2 separate regions of the Mus musculus genome follow, and region 2 is linked to region 1. Evidence: chromatin contacts called from public HiChIP or PLAC-seq data. All regions are on one chromosome and are shown on one strand. Each heading gives the region's core, a stretch centred on a gene start, on an enhancer-like site or on the middle of the called end of the contact. The rest is flanking DNA. Distances are from core to core; before and after follow the strand shown. Region 1 has its middle 12 kb from the start of Dlk1. Region 2 has its middle 17 kb from the start of Gm40574.

Region 1 (2,704 bases), core at 162-2,661:
AAGTGCCCTTAACGACTGTGTTCCAGTCTCCGTTTTGGCCAAGTGTCAGCCGCTCATACGACTGGCTCCTTGCCTGGTGTCCCTAAGCACCCTTCTTCAATCCTTTTCATGAAAAAACAAACAAACAAACAAACAAACAAACAAACCAAAAAAACCCAACGGGACTCCAGACACCCAGAGAGAGTGAAGGAGGCACTCCTCGTAGGTCCCCAATGTCGTAGGGACATCGATTAAGAAAATGAAAACATAGACGCTGTGTGATTGGGACTGTAGGGAGATGCAGAAAAGGAGAGGACCAACTGTGGCCACAGGGAAAAAAGCAAAAGATGGAGACAGGTAGCCAAGGGCTCCAGGATGCAGAGACTATGCACAGTTTAATGTCTAAGTGAGTGCGTGCGTGGGAGCCTAGGCCTTCACTTAACTGTAAGAGGGACCCAAGGGTGTTTGTGGGCTGAAGAGGCTGCAGGTGATGATCCAGCACCTACATGATTAATTGAATGAGGCAAATGCAGCCTGCTCCTCTGAGAGTTTCTGGCGAGTTAGGGAGACTAGGATTTGAACCGACACTTCCACGAGCTCTTTAATTGAGTCTGCAGCATTTGCAGGGGTGAGGAGGGGCTGGGGGTGGGGGGGAACGACACGGGCAGTGAGTCAATGTACCGTGAGCCCCTTCCATCTGTCCTCTGGTGCCACTGGCAAAGAGAACAGCCATGCTGCGGAGCCCAGCCTGTTGGATACTCTCTGCCACTGGCCTTGTAGTAGGCACACTTGGGCGTTAATTGTGCTTTTAACTTTCAAAGTGGTTTCGCATTGATTTTATTTACACAGAACCTGGCGTTTGTCACGCTCTGCCTCGGAGGCTAGTGAGCCACTTTGCGCACTGGGAAGTATCCAGAGCCTCTGAAAGATCTAGCTGGTGCCCGGTTCTCATCTGTATCCTGGACACACCGTTGGGGCCCAGAGAGCATTTGTTGATTTAGTGTGTAATGTGTGGGCGGAGAGCTAGGGAGAATACTCACTCTACAGGAAAGGTATATCTCTCTTGTTGTGACCATCAAAGGGGTCTTTTTGGGGCTACCAGAGAGTCTCATCTGGTAGCTACCCCTCAGTCCCTCCCATGCCAGACAGGACCCCCTTCTAGGGACTTCTCTACAGAGTCCTGTTCCTTATCCCTGGAGTGGATCTCAGTGCTAAGAAATGGGTGGCGGGTGGGTATGTGAATGTGTTTAACCCTGCCTTCACTTCAAGGTGGGGAGGGGTTCCATCTGGCCCCAGTCCAGACCTCTTTAGCACCCAGGGGTGCCGGGCCTGGTCCCAGGCTGGTGTTCAGTTCAGGCAGAACAGAGCTGGAGCAGCTGGGAGGGGCTGTTCTGTCCCCTTCCGTGGAGCTGGCAGGTTGCCTGCCAGCTGGGCTACACACAGGCCGTGGGCAGGGATTCCCCTGGGAGGAGCTGCGGCTTTCTGGTAGTTTGGGGTGCCTGTACTTCCTCGATGCCAGTATTTTTAACTTGGCCCAGTTTTTAATAAACTGTCTGTGTGGGGAGCAGTAACCGACAGTTAAGGGATTCAACTACAACACTACTCTGAGGAAAAAAAACCTCATGACTGGTTCTGAGGCCAGGGAAGGCCTGTGCTTCCTGTGGCCACTGAAGTTGCAGAGTTGGGACAGATGGGTGGCAGGGCCAGGGAGCCAGGAACTTCGTGGCCCCTGGCAGCTGTATTAGAGACTTCTATGCTTTTCTGTAGCCCAACTTCATCCCAGACCCCGCTGCATGCCCTCCAGAGGGTCCCCTCCATATGTACTTGGCTCTGCCACACATTGGGGATCTTGCAGGGACTGTCCTGTCTCTACCTATGCCCCTAAATACCACCTGCTTGCTCATGCCTTCCATCTCCTAGTCCCATAAGACCCTTGTTCTTCCCCAATGCTTCCTTCACCAAGGACCTTGGGCAGACAGTCTGTTTGTCTATCCATCCCTATCCTCCTGTCTGGGCTGACTATGAGAAGAAGCAATGCCTCTATTCTCCCCTCATCTAAGAAGAGTGTGTGTGGGGGGGGCACAACTCTTTATTGACAGATCTTCTACCATCATGGCCAGGTCTAGACAGGATCTGTCACCTCCCTGTCCTTATCCTGCCAAGGCTACAGACACAATCCTGGCTGTTCCTTAGGGAAAATGAGACTCTCTCTTTCACTGGGGAGGTTCCTAGAGTAAAGCTACAGATTGGCCCAGAGAGCAACAGTGGGTGTTTAAATACTGCTCTTCCTCAGGCAGGATTGGGTTGCCGAGAAACTGAAGGAGGTGGTCACCCTTTCCATGTGATCTGAAGGGTGCCACAACTGTCTGCCTCCCACTCCAAGGACTCCATAGCCACTTGACTTCCCATTTGTAGTCAGGCACCCCAGTACTCAGTTTCGAGGACTTTGATTGAACAGTTGTCACATATTCATTCCATGGATCTCTGAAAGAGGAGGCTAAGGCACTATATGCCCATAGCCCCTCGAAAGGGTTGGGGGAGGGTGGGCCACAGGGAGAGCCTGAAACAGAAGGACAAGGGAGTATGTTACCACTACCTGCCCAAATTGTCCTTATTACAACCATGGAATGTAGCCATTGAGCCTCAGGGTGACAGAGCCTCTCTCAAGGGTGGGGGCAGCCAGGCCACCTGCTTGGGATGTCCTGACCATGATTGGCTAGTGGGT
Region 2 (2,700 bases), core at 164-2,663, 600 kb before region 1:
ACCTTATAAAGAGGAAGGGGTAGTGTGGCCTTTGACCCAAACATCTTCCACTCCTTTGTAACAATAATAGTTTAAGCAGCAGCTCCCTGGAAAGGGTGTGTGTGTGTGTGTGTGTGTGTGTGTGTGTGTGTGTGTGTGTGTGTGTGTGTAGGCCCTTGATTTGAATGTGTATGTGTGTGTGTAGGTATGTAACTCAGTATACATATTCTAGCAATATATGTATACATGCATGTATGCATGTCTGTGTAAATGTATACACCATATGGAAAGATATTGGTCTCCATCTCCAATGGTTTATGGTGTGAAATTTGGAGAATTCAGAATGTAAGGGTTTTTTTTGTTTTTGTTTTTTGTTTTTTTGTTTGTTTTACTTTGACAGAGCATGTCAGGTTGGACAAGGTACTATGACATGCCAAGAGTGCCTGCACTGGTGAACTGCATCTCCAGTGGGGTGCACTGAACCTGTGATCAGCTTCTAGGGGTAATGTCAGATACGCTCTACATACGGGATTATCATTCCAACACCACAATAACAGCTGCTAATGTGACCTCTGATGTGGTCTCTTGCCGGGTGAATTGACCTCTGAAGCCAGTGCCCCCATCCCCTCTGTGGTTTGATCGCCGTGATCATTAGCTTTTCCCCACTGTGACAGGGTGTCTGTCGGAACAACTTGAGTAAGGACGTATTGCTTTGCATGGCAGCCTCAGAGGGATCAGTCCATCATGGAGGAAACAGCATGTCAGACCTGGCTTTTCCCTCTTTTATCTCTGGGTCCCCACAGTCAGGGTGGGTATCTCTCCTCAATCCTCAGGAAAAGCTGTCACAGCCATGGCCATACCCACGCCTCTGTCACCCAGGTCTTTCTAGGTTCCTGGCAGTCAAAGCCCCACCCCACCCCCCGCATCTCATCAAGTTCAGCAATGCACTGCCAAACCCAAAGGTGACACATTCCTGGAGTATGCCACACGTTCCTGGAATAGGTGACACACTCCTCAGACAGCTCTGAGTGTAGGGACATTTTCTCTTCCCTTATCCCTCCTCCTAGAATAGAAGACTCTCCACCATCCTCACTTGAGTCCTAAAAGCCAATAGACAGTGGAGAAAGAGATACAGAGCAAAGGCAGAGAGCTCTGGCCACAGCCTTAGTGTCTTGAGTCCTGTCCTGTCTGCAGAGAGAATGGAGTGACTTTCCAGTCTCACTGAGAAGGTGATTGCCTGGCTTGCAGTAGGACTCTGCAGTGGCCCTGTGCCACCCTGGGAATGGCACTGTGCGTCAGCACTGCAGACAGGCACATGAGTTAGGTGTTTCTCAGCTAGTTCCCTAACAAACTCTCCGAGTCCACAGCCAGCCTTAGTGACACGCTGCCTTAGCCACCCAGTATAAGATGACCAGGACTGTGGCCTTTGTCTTGTGGCAAGGAAGCTTTGGACAGGAAACCACATGTAGGGTTTAGTGGCAGACCATGAGTGCCCTGAGTCACTGTGTGCCAAGGGCTGTTTGATACTTGAGGGCAGGGTAAGATGGGATAGCTCCACCTGTCCTCCCTCCCTCCCTCCCTCCCTCCCTCCCTCCCTCCCTCCCTCCCTCCCTCCCTCCCTCCCTCTGTCCCTGTATTCTCATTCTCTCTCTCTCTCTTTCCCCCATTTTCTCTTTCTTTCTTCCCTAGCAAGAGTTTAATCTTGTGTCCTGTCCTCCTATCTCATCAGATCTTTACAGACTACAGGCCTGAAATGAGATGTGGATAAGCTCCGTTTATAGGACAGGCAGATAGGGTACAGAGTGACATCACTCTGCCCGTGGACATAAGCTATTTTCTTCCAGAAGAGTTCTGCCTTCCTTTCATCTCTGTTTTGAAATAGAAGGTCCTCGCAGAACGTTCATGGGTTTGTGTGGCTTCCTGAATGCCCATTGACCCTTTACCCAGCCCTCGTTGAGACTGACACTCTGCAGGCTTCCTGTGCTCCCCCTTGCCCCCCAACTTCCCGCCAAGGTAAGCCACAAGCTCCTCTTCAACGCAGACCTGGTGTGCACGAGCTTCCCACCCGTGGAATTTCACCACGGGCCCACGCTCCTGTCTTGCCTCTCCTGTTCTAACACCCACACGTGGGAGGTCTTCCCACATTCCTGCATGCTGATTTACAATTGTTCTCACTGCGACGATGCTGCAGTCTGCTGTGTGCTGGGAATGTGGCTGAGCGGGTCTACTGAACATGAGCAGTTAACGGTTCCAAGCTTGGGTCCTTCCTGTGATCCCGTGAATGTTCTGGCCTGTGAGTCCTGTGGGGTGTCTGTGAGCAACCGTGCCAGAGAGCATCTTGGGGGGGGGGAACACAAACACCAGAGATTATTCAGCTTCAGATGAGCCAGCTCGAGGTACCACGGGCTCCCACCTAAACTCTAGGCTGAGGCCAGCATCTTGGCCAATGTCTGAGATTTTACCCTATATATAAAAATTGTGTTTTAATTTTCTTCTTATCAAGAAATAAGGTCATTTGTTTTTGTAAAATTTACTATTATTGTTGTTATTATTAGTCTGTGTGTGTGTGTGTGTGTGTGTGTGTATGTGTGTGTGTGTGTGTGTGTGTGTGTGTGTGTGCACTAATTGCACCTGTATCACGGTGAGAGTATGGATGTCTGAAGACAACTTTGGGGAATCTGTTCTTGCCTTCACCTTGTTGAGGCAGGGGCTTTCTGGTTT

What was found. HiChIP or PLAC-seq counts read pairs in DNA pulled down with a chosen protein or histone mark.
Region 2: an HNF4G HiChIP or PLAC-seq map of pancreatic cancer cells shows a contact between it and region 1. The contact joins two enhancer-like sites. A contact is called at or near these places in 1 of 39 promoter capture datasets (the 3T3-L1 cell line), 1 of 15 datasets of contacts at CTCF or cohesin (pro-B cells) and 2 of 115 datasets of contacts at active chromatin or transcription factors (large pre-B cells and pancreatic cancer cells).

The regions. Positions count from the first base shown.
Region 1 is chr12:109,440,303-109,443,006 of GRCm38.p6, reverse strand. No RefSeq gene overlaps it. Among named protein-coding and RNA genes, the nearest start is that of Dlk1, 12 kb to the left of the region's middle. Within about 2 kb of position 1,411, at least 68 of the 459 cell types and tissues checked have an H3K27ac peak or open chromatin away from gene starts, as enhancers often do. A contact at or near this core is called in pancreatic cancer cells, where this site is marked.
Region 2 is chr12:110,040,249-110,042,948 of GRCm38.p6, reverse strand. No RefSeq gene overlaps it. Among named protein-coding and RNA genes, the nearest start is that of Gm40574, 17 kb to the right of the region's middle. Within about 2 kb of position 1,413, at least 37 of the 459 cell types and tissues checked have an H3K27ac peak or open chromatin away from gene starts, as enhancers often do. A contact at or near this core is called in pancreatic cancer cells, where this site is marked.